Regions from separate parts of the Anas platyrhynchos genome. Here region 2 is linked to region 1. A link is a contact called in public Hi-C data. All regions are on one chromosome and are shown on one strand. Each heading gives the region's core, a stretch centred on a gene start, on an enhancer-like site or on the middle of the called end of the contact. The rest is flanking DNA. Distances are from core to core; before and after follow the strand shown.

Evidence for each region. Hi-C and Micro-C count contacts between places; a contact is called where the count stands out from the background.
Region 2: a Hi-C map of liver shows a contact between it and region 1, with 2.2 times the contacts expected there. The contact joins two enhancer-like sites. A contact is called at or near these places in 2 of 8 Hi-C or Micro-C datasets (liver and skeletal muscle).

Annotation. Positions count from the first base shown.
Region 1 is chr6:15,884,556-15,890,117 of IASCAAS_PekinDuck_T2T, forward strand. ZMIZ1 (zinc finger MIZ-type containing 1) reads right to left here. Exons shown (of 22, transcript XM_072039497.1): 8 at 1,281-1,395. Among named protein-coding and RNA genes, the nearest start is that of PPIF, 49 kb to the left of the region's middle. Within about 2 kb of position 4,281, at least 2 of the 8 cell types and tissues checked have an H3K27ac peak or open chromatin away from gene starts, as enhancers often do.
Region 2 is chr6:15,965,855-15,971,435 of IASCAAS_PekinDuck_T2T, forward strand. All of the region lies in intron 6 of ZMIZ1 (zinc finger MIZ-type containing 1), which reads right to left. Among named protein-coding and RNA genes, the nearest start is that of PPIF, 130 kb to the left of the region's middle. Within about 2 kb of position 1,352, at least 2 of the 8 cell types and tissues checked have an H3K27ac peak or open chromatin away from gene starts, as enhancers often do.

The sequences.
Region 1 (5,562 bases), core at 3,031-5,530:
CTTAAGATAGAACAAAACACCAAGTCATTTTTTTTTATTTTTTTATTTTTTAAGTGTGAAATATTCCCACAAGGAACTGCATTTCCATTTTCTGTCCAATACTATTGTTGTCCTACATGCTTATATTTACTCAACTATTTCTCACCCAGGTGTGATACCTTTTCTTTTAAGGTTTAAAAAGAAATCAACATAAATAAATGAGGTCACAGATCTGGTAACTGTTACCTATCTTTATTTTTTGAAGGAAGACCGTGACTTAAGAACAGTAACTGCCATGTGACTATCTGTATGACTTGGCTCCTAAATCATTTATTTTTTAATGACTCAATACACAACAATTTTATTTTTACTTTTCTAAACCAAATTTTGAATCTAACAAACAGAAAAATTTGGTATGATGTTTGATTTGGAAACTACGGGAAAGACAGGTTAGATTCATACACCACATGCACTTGCCAAACACAGCAAAGTGTTTAAGCACTTCATCTATGTTGTAAAAAAGGACTACACTGTCTGAGAGTAACATCTGTACCACATGCCTTGTAGAGCACACTATCAGAGATAATTGGTGTCCTTTTCATTAAAACTGCTTCTTTTTGTATAGAATAATTTGATACACATTGGAGAAGAAAAAGAGAGGTAAAAGCGTGGAGAGAACTCAGTGAAAATCCAATAAATATGGTTTTTGCCTGGAAGCCAGAAGATCATGCTTTTGCTCTAATGCATACTGAAATATTTTCTGCAAAGTAAGGCAGTAACAACAGAGAGGCTGAAAAGAGAGCACAGCCTATAGCTGGCAGTTAGCACCTCAGCATGGAGGTAGAGTTGGCACCAGATCTGAACATCACTAGTATGATACAGATCATACATCACTGGTATGACATAATGCCAGGTAAAAATGACAAAAACTACCATTTTGTGAACCCAGCTGAAAATACAATTTTTAATTAGAAAACAAAAAAATCAATCTGAAATTCCCAGGAGGTTTGGGATCACACCAAAACTACGCTTTTAGTGTTAAAACCATATTGCAAAATATGTGCAATACCCTAGACTGTCATTTGCATGCAGATAAACGAGTTGCTGACTCAAACTCTCAAACACCTCCTTTCTGATGATACCAAAGAGAACACAACTGGGAAAAAAAATGCACATTTACAACAAAGAGAACACAGACACTGTTATTGATCCTATTAGAATTTTCCCCAAAGCATTTCATTTTGCAAACATTAATCAAAACACGTATCTAGGGGGGAGGAAACATAAAAAATGAAGCTTACCTGGCTTTGAGAGGTATTAGTCACACCCCATACCGTGGTGACCACTGATAAGGAACCTGGAGGCTGGTTGGTATTTTGCTGCCAGGGAACAGAATCGTAAGGGAAAGACCCATCACTGTGAAAAAAGAATGTTTAGGAAAATGAGATTTTGGAAGGTTAAATGGTGGCAAATTGCTGGTGTGGACAAAGGTTATTAACACCAGCATTTCCCCATTTCTTTAACTCCCCATTTTTTTTAATTTTTTTTTTTCAGCACTCTTAAGAGTGCTTTTTTCTTCTTCTTTAATAGCAATGTGATCATATCATATCAAAACCACGTAGAACTAACAAATTCCTTAACTATACTGAAACACAGGGCATTTGCCATAAAGGCCTATTACCAGTGGAAGTAAAAATCAACTCATGGGCAGGTTTTCAAATGAGGACACTAAGCAAGTTGCTCAGAAGCACTTATTTTTTGGCAATCCATCTCAAGCTCTTCAACAATCACTGCTTCAGCTGCCTCATATCAATTCAATTAGATTTTGAGACTAGACTGCAGCTCCACTGTCTGCACTGGGTCCCCAAATGGCCAGAAGAGCCTTTAAAGGAAAAGCAGTTCAACATCATTTTGAAAAGAAAATTGAAATTCAGATAGTGTTCTCCTACACGACGGATAAGCTGCATGCCAAAAACAGTATTAGCTAATCAGCATGCTAGAAAATCAACTGCAGATATACAACACATCTTTCAGATAAATATGTGGATGAGAGGATTGGATTTTTCCATTAGCTTTGTCCACAGATACAAGCAAGCATTTCTTACAGTTCTTTTCACAGGAAAGCTTTAATGGTGGCAAAACGAACACAGGATATGTACACATCTAGCGTAATTAATGAAATATGTTAACACCTATGAAAGTAACTATTAATCCCATCACTGTAAAATACATGCCTATTTTAGATTTGTTTGTTCTCATATTATTAACTTGTAAATTAAATTTCTATTTGCATATATGTACACATATACACACGTGATCTTTCCTCCTCTAGATATAAGCCATTCAATAAGTACACATTGCTCTTTCATTTTCAAAAGGCCTTGATTTCTATTTTGTATCAAGAATGGCATTTTTCCTTGGATTGCCAACTACTGCTGGAATTCTGTACGGGACTACCTTGCCTGAAGAGCCCCCACAGGCTCTCTGAGCTCTGTATCCGAGCGCTTCTAAGCCCGCACCATCAAGTCCATCTCAACTACTCGCACAGCAGCTGGCGAGACAAACGGCCTGCCAGCGTCCTAACAAGGGCTTGTGGCAGACAAGGCAGGTGACTCGCCCATGTTCCCAGACAGCACTCCAGGCTTGGACCATTCCTCCTCCCTTTTCTGCTACCAGCCAAAACAAGGGACTGTGTATGTGTTTGCTCTTCAACCTGCCTATAAAATCCAGTGTAAATCATTTAAGAATAGCAATCACATTGCACAAAGACGTGTTCCCCCCTTTAAAAAAATCTGCCGATGTCCAAAGTGACCAATAATCGAGTAACAGCAATAGCAACTAAGTTAAAATGAAATAACATTTTACAAACAACTAGCAAATGCCAAACAAATTCGGTATCGCTGTGTCAGCACAACAGCGTTGTGTTAGAACGTAACTACGAATTTAAACTGACCTATTTGTTTCAAAATACCTGAATTGAATTAAGCAATAATGGAATCACAAAAAAATGAATGAATTAAATTAGGGAAAAGAGTAATTTCCCCTAACAAATAATTAGGGAAAATTAATGAAAAACATTAATTCTATATGAGATGCTTGACAGGCAATGTTTACCTTGACAGCATGCATATAAAACAATGTGTGAATAAGGGCATATTTAATGCGGTGCAATCTGCAAGTCCTCTCAGCCCATTTTTCTTTAAAATACTTTCTTTCAGAAGGCTGAAGATCTTCCTAATCTCATTCAGAGGCTCAGACAATGGCTTCAGTGACTAACATTTGCAAGTGACGCAAGGTTTCAGCAAGTCCCCTCTGTCAGCATGGAGATGAATGATGACTAACCCAGAATTTGTGACTGCTATGAAGCTCTCCTCTTTTTTTCCTGCTCTAAATGATGCCTCTTTCTTTATTTTCTTCTCTGACGGTTTTTGCCGATGTCTGCTCTATGTTTTTTTTTTTTAGGTATTTATGGCACATATGGGTGCCTGTATACTTTGATGACTGCAAAGAATATCTTGCCGTGACATAAGCAGTTAAAGGACTCACTGCAGCCATTCCTCTATATTCCCTAATGAGGTGCTGCTAACAAGTAATAAAACCTGAGGGACAAAGCAAATATTTTGTAAGTGTAGGAGTAAATAAGAAGGGTAGGGACAGGCAGGGACCAAACCACAAAGTCACTGAAGGTGATTCTACTGCAAATATGCCGTATGGCTTGTGTACACGCTCAGACTTTGAGCTAGTGATGCCTTAGCCTGCTGTTACAAAGTTGTACCCGTTTTTTCACTGTCTCCAAAGTATGTTTCTCTTTTCCGTTCTCCTTTACAGTACACAGAAGAAAATTCATATATTATTTATCCAACTGTAGAGTCAGAGCATTTGTTTAGTGGAAGGCTGCACTGGGTTCTCAAAGACTATGCAGTCACTTTATCCAATTACAAAGAGCTAATCACTCAATTTTTACGTTATTACAGTCAAGTGACACCTCAAGAAGCCAAACTGTTGATAATATTATGGAAGTCTCCAGCACAGGAAATCCAGCATAACACATGAAAGCCAAAAAAGAAGACTGGGCATAGCTTTGTTGAGAACTATTCATTTGCCATGCACGCTGAATCACACGACTATTACATTGTCCAACATAGGACTTAGCTTTAAATCACAGACAACATTAGCGTCAGAAATTCTGGCAACTCTGAAATAGTGGCGGATGTGCCTTGCAGAACAGCAACTTATACAGCTAATATGCACTTACTGAGCCAGGCCTCCCTTCACACACATTTCACTTCCCCTACCCCAATGAGAAACACATGGCATTCTCCTGGTTCGCATTCCTCAGCACGGTACTCAGGTTATCGCCCACTCATTACACGTGTGTTTGAGTACGACTTTTGCCACGCTGGGTGCAGTACCTGCCGTGCCTCCACTGGGTGAACTGCTCTGGTTTTAAGCAGTACACATGCTGGAGCATGCGTCACTTAGCTACAGGATTACTTGCCCTTCCACTTCTCCACCCTTCTAACTCACGTTTCTGTCCTTAGACAACCCAAAGGAATTCTCTTGCCATCAAAGGGAAATCCATTTAAGTACTGTATTGAAACGTGACCAATCCAATTCTCTTTTGCTAAAGAACTTTCTGCTGTTACTCTACAGAGCTGCAAATTGCTCTGAAGTCCCTTTCTTGAAGCTTGAAAATGGCAGCCAATAGGGACAGAAGCCTCAACATCTCCAGCCAAAGCGACGTGCTGCCCACAACATTGTTCCTGTTGAACGGTACAAGGGTAATTAAGTCTCTCACTACACCCTGGAGGGCAGTGAGTCAGTTTGGGCTCAGCTGGAGTCCACTAAAAGAGTATTGACTAAATTTATAATAGTGTTAATGAACCTATGCATACTACTGGTCAGCATTGAAGGCCAAACAGCAGAGGAACTCATAGAGCAAAGAGGAAGAGATGAAGGGAAAATACTTCCCAAACTATGAGGAAGCAAAGCTGTGATCAAGGCATAAGGAGGAAAGATTTCTGAGCTGCTAGCAAACGCACAGAAACCACTGGTAATACAGCACGAATGTCAGAGAGGTACACTGGTAATTAGGTCTTAACAGCTTCTCTTAATCCCAAAGCTAGAAAAACAGAACCAAACAGATAGCCAACCTCTTTGGAATAGTTACAGGCTTCATGTCAGGCAGCAACTGTCAGCTAATTCTAATAGAAGTTGCTTCACAGAAAGTAAGCTCCACATAGTAAATTAAAGCTAGGGAATTACCATAACTCACACATGATTTGTAGCATTATTTGAAAATGCTGCACTTTAAATATGTTTACGTAACTGAAACTACAGTTATCATTAAAGCAATTGTATGTGTATCTAATACTCTGTTTACGTATCTTCATTGATTGAGGAAGGAGAGATTCAGACTGTTTAGTGAAGTACACATCCCGAGAGAAATGGTATTTTTACATAATGTGGAGGAGGGTAAAACTGGAGTAATATCTTCCTGGTGATTTTCCGCATCACTTGTTGAGAAGGCCAGGTGTCTAAACTGCATTTGTAAAGCATTTCTCCCTGTCTAAAGCAGAGAAA
Region 2 (5,581 bases), core at 102-2,601, 78 kb after region 1:
GATGCTCTGATGTGCAGGACTGATGATTTTCAGTCTGGACACACTGAAAATACCATACTGTTTTTCACCATCCTATGCAGGCGGCAGTCGAGGTTTTTCTCGAGAAAGGGAGATTTACAAGTTTCAGAAAAGGCATCACTGAGAAATAATGCTTCTAGACACAAAAACTTTAAAGGTAGTTTTAGCAATTTGAACTTTGCTACGGAGGACAGCTGTTTTCGCATTCGTGAGCTTTCTCAAGCATAGCTTTGTATTTTCAATCTCTCTGTGACCTTTATAGGTTTATTGACCTCATGATAAGTAAAGAGTTTTGGACAGAGAGATGAAAGGCAGATAAAAACAGCACCTATGCAAATAAATATGACAATGGAACAATGATTCCTTAGGGACTTTTCCCCCTCTGTAGACTAAATGGCACCTGCAGATTAAATCGTTTCATGGGACTACGCATGTAATAAATACCAGATTGCTCCAAGTCTTTGGTATGTTTTCAAATCACAGTCCAAATATATTTACTTCACAATAGATACACATACCTTCCAGATCCTCTGTTTACTTTTATTTTCTTATCTAAAAAGTTCCTCTCCAGAATCATCTGTATCTCACGTGAACTGTCAGCCATGGGTCAGTATTAACCTTCTGGAGACTTTGAAGAAGTCTCCTGAGAGGTCCTTACCATCTTTATCTATACTTTAAGATGATCTGGTTGATTAAATGTGGGGTCACCCTCCGCCAATCTGAAAACATAACCCTCCCCAGACTCTCAGTCTTCCACTCTGTGAGGGAAACCATACATTTGTCACTGATGCACTATTATGCGAATTCTACCAAACCAAGAAGAAAGGAGGAACACACAACATACTTTTAACTGCAGAAGTCTGGCAGTCTGTAGTGCTGGCTGAACCAGAAGGGACTGTGCCAAGGACAGACGATGTAGTTAGGATTTCCTCTGTGTTTTTCTAACATCACCTTCAACGTCTCCTACTCCACACATTACAGGCAAAGAAAAATGCTGAAATGCCTATGCATACGTAGCTGCTCTCTAGGGATGCCAAAAACCACTCTGTTGTCCTCCAGAGGGGCTGGCTTCTGTTTAAAGCCCAACTCTTACCAAGGACTGTCCAGGAAGATTGGCTGCTAACTGTGCCCAGCTGACTGCTTTGCTCAGACACATGATTTGGGTTCTTATATCAGCAATAAATCCACTCAGTCTGAACTAAGTTTCAAGTTTGGCATGTGTCAGAGTTACCGTATAATCAATAACCAAAGAATCCCATTGAGCCTGCAACAGCAGTTTGATGATTCACCAAGCATGCGTCACAGCCGGACGGACTTTGCTCCCAGACACGATTCTTACTTCACACCATGACTTGCTTTTCCTTTAGAGGCACCGAATGGTTCTGCAGGGGAGCTGATCTCACTTACACAACACAAACAGGCAACACAACACTTCTTTCCACCCCCGCCAAGCAGATCAGCCCCTGGCTTCACCCAGCTGTTCGGATATACCCATGAGTAGCGCAGGGGCAGGAGCTCCTCCAGCTGTAGCTAGCGTACCGTCCTGCCACTGCCTTTCCTGCAGAGCATCTGCCTTCTTCTCTGGCACTGCAGGTTGGAGCCAATATTGGGGAAAAAATGAAATTAACACAGAATTTGCTCCACTCAAAAACTGTGACTTTACATGTGCATTTTTTCACACAATTAAGGGAAAACAGTCAACTCTATTTTTGGAAGAACATTTGTTTCTTACTGCTGTTCTCAATGTTGCTGGACTGCAATGCCAGTCTAACCTTTCTGCAGCTTACAACGATGCTCATCGTAAGAACCTGATATTTATCTAAACTGAGTAAAATTTTAAATCAGAATGTAAAAACAATTTCCTGTCCGATAAAGAATGTCAAAGGTCATAACAGAATGGAGAAAGGAAGTATACACAATTTTGGTTCTAATAAAAATCTACCCTAAGTCTTTGCTTTTGCTCTCAAGACAGGACAACAGTGATAACTCCAATTCCTTCTTGTTGTTTTTTGGTTTTGAGTCAGAGTTACTGTAGTTACTGCTAATTATTTGAAACAAACACACTTGGCTGTAATAGTAGGAGACCTTTAAAGCACAGTCCCTTTCTGCGTGCAGTGGTATCTGGCTTTTCAAGGACCACTAGGACCACTCCAACATTCCCAGTGGGAGGCAGCAACTGCTATAAATTTCCAACAATTTACATCTCCCAATCTCATTTCAGACCAGCAGTGAGTCATTTTTCACACTGAGAACCTAGAGGTCTCTCTGGTTCTCTGTCTTAATTGAAATTGCTTCCGTAGTAAATACACTAAATAATTTCATTTGTTTTTCCTATGATGGAAAGACAATATCTTCCAGAGTGAGCAAGATTAATGTCATTTGGGCCTGACCAGACAATCATAGGGGAGACTATCACACAAGAAGCAAATACCCTGCTTTGTACGCAGATGTTCATTTTTCAATTTATATCCTCGGGAGCAGCCCCTGTTCATCCTTCTATTATTAAGTGAGTTCAAAGCCAAGTCAGTAATATTTGCTTTTAAAAATATTTAAATTTATGTTTCCTGTGAGAACTCTCCTTAGAAGATGCACATTTTAAACCAGTTTGTGAACCCCAAAGTGAGAATCAGCATGCACGACTGCAGGTTGCTATCTACAAAGCCCTGAACAGGGCTCTGGGAAATGACAACACAGGCAGACAGGAGATATATAAAATCCCGTAACTTTTTCTGTCCACTAAAAATGAGTAACCCCAGCACACTTGGAATGCTGAAATTTCTCAAAGAAATAAGGAATATATTGAAGTTGGCTGCACTGAATCATTAGTTTGATCGCATTTTTCACAGAAGCTAAGTTTCTGCATGAAATACTAGTACTTGAAGTTTTGCTTTAAGTACAAAAGCGTGAGAGCGAACCTCTAAAATCAAGCAGATAGAGAAGAAAAAAACTCATACGTTTTTTGTGCACAGAAGAAATGCATATTCACAACAACAAAGCATAGGTACAACAGAGATACTTATTACATGGCCAGATAAGGCTCAAAGAGATTTGCTTATGACTCCATAATGTCCAGATGCCTTCTCACTTGATCATTTTTTTCCTTCCACTACATTATGAAATGCTATGAGCCTGGTCCCCCACAACACCTGTGTCTACAGAGGCATCTTAGAGGACCAGAGACATGTTCACTACCACAAACTTGTTTCTTGAACTTTGATAAAAGCTTCAATTAAGTCACAGAAATATGATTCAGAACAACCAAGTTTCTAATTTCAAATCCCCACCATTTGGGTTGTACTACTGTTGAGCTACTGAACTTCATGACAATTTTTTTGAGTGACATCTCTTTTCTTCCATGTATTCCTTAAGTCAGGTGTTACTGGTAACTGCTACAAAACAAGAGTTAGCATCTACAGATATATCAAGAATAGCTGAGGAAAAAGTGGATTTATTAGGATATTGAAAAAGAAAGTTCACAATGAGAAATAAATACCCTTGCAATTTTAATCAGATAATCAAAAAAAAAAAAAGAAAATGTTTACCTCAGCATCTGAAAAACCTGCAGATGAAACCCAATTTGACATTTTTTAAACAATTAATTAAAAACTGAAATAAGTTGAGACAAAAAAAAAACATAAAATGGAACTGATCTAGAAGCTTTATCAAACATGAACATTCCAACCTTTATTGAATTGCTCAGAAAAAGAGCACACGTTGTAAGGAACAATACTGCATTTGTTTGGGGAATATATTACTTAATAAGCACTCTTCAAATCCCTTTTCTGTTATTCCGTGGTCTTTCTCCTTGAATTCCCTCTCATGAAGAGGCACAAAGACTAATACAAATTAGAGCAATCTCAAAAGATGAATCCTTATGATTTGTTGATTATACTTACACTGATACTTAAATGAACACATTTTATCACACAGAACTTATTTGAATACCTTGCTATCAGCATATTTTAACAGGTGTATTTGAACATGAGCATTACAAAGGATGAAATGCTAAAACACTTGTTCAGTAAGGCTTCTCAGTACGGAAATTTCTCTGTGTAAGGAGACACATTGTATACAGTATCTTGTCTATTAACCAGCATGTTTCATAATAAAACTGTCCTTTCTGGAAAATTAGGAGCAAGAACTCTTAAGAGCTGCCTGCACGCTGCAGACCAACTGGCAGGAATTAGAAATGGATCTGGAATTTTGACCCATGCAATGGCAATTTTATTTAGGGATAGAATTGGCTGACCTGGAGCCAGTTTGATGGTCTGATCCGTTCATACAGTTCATGCTTTTGGTCATTCAGTCGACCAGCAGCACAAAGCTACCAGCACCTGTGGAAACTGCTGTTCTCATAGCTGGACTTCTCAGGAACTTCTCTGAATGCCTTCAAGACACATACCCGATAAAAGCCCTGGCAGGGAGGTACATTTGGATGCACTGCAGCTCAAAAAGGAACACACTCAGGACTGCTTGCTGTACACTGAAGAAAAGGTAAGTTTGCGAGGGGCAAATGCCATTCTGAAGACTTAGCTTTCTGCTTTCCTATGAATACACGTATTTTTCATAGCTGCCTTCCTTCATACTTTGTGACTTAGCTCATGTTCAGAGGGACAGATGCATTACCCCAAACACCAAAAAATACAAGATCAAAATTCACACAGAGACCAACCTCTGGTTTGTATATACTTATATGTATACATATGTATATTATATGTATACTTATATAACTGAATTATATATAATTCAGTTGCTCTGAGCACATATGGGGACCCTTCAGCAGAAGACAGAAAACATCAGTAGAAACCAACATAAATCTTCTGTGGAGAATGCCAGTTCCAATCCAAGTGAAAGTGTGTTGTGCTCACCAGGAAAAGATGCTTCTCAGGAGCCACACAATGAGGTAATTCACTATACACTTCAAATCCTCAGCAAAGTGAGCATTCAGGGGGACTTATGAGCCTCATGAAAATCCCAAGCACAGAATAAGAAAACAACAGAGCTATCTTGTTGCTACAGTTGAGTCTCTGCAATTTTCCTAAGTGCTACAATAAAGGCGGTAGCACAAAAACATTCCAACCCAGTGACAGAGTTTTACTGCTACATCTCTCAAAAGTCAAAATTAGTACCATGGTAACAAGGACCTGCCAAATGGCAAAAAGAACAGGCCAGATAAAGCACCTGATATTTTGGCTAGACAGAAAAAAGCGGCAGCAACTCAGTCATGCAACCTCATTTATAAACACATGCGCAACAGTGATTGCCAAAAATGAATTTCTATTTCAGCAAAATAGTATCTGTTGCCAATCTATTGATAATGATGATCTGCCCTGAGTACGGTAGTGTTTCTTTGATATAGAGTGGAGACCAAATCCATCAACAGCAGACACTTGAGAGGAAGGAAAAACCGAGCGACTGAATTGAAGTTCTAGGAGGGAGAGCATCTCTCATTCTGCAGGCTCTTCAGATGCTCCATTTTGAGATACTTGAGAACTGCTGCCGTGTGCCAAGCCAACCAGACAGAGGCTCGAGATACAGGGTATAATTTTCCAGACTGCAGCTC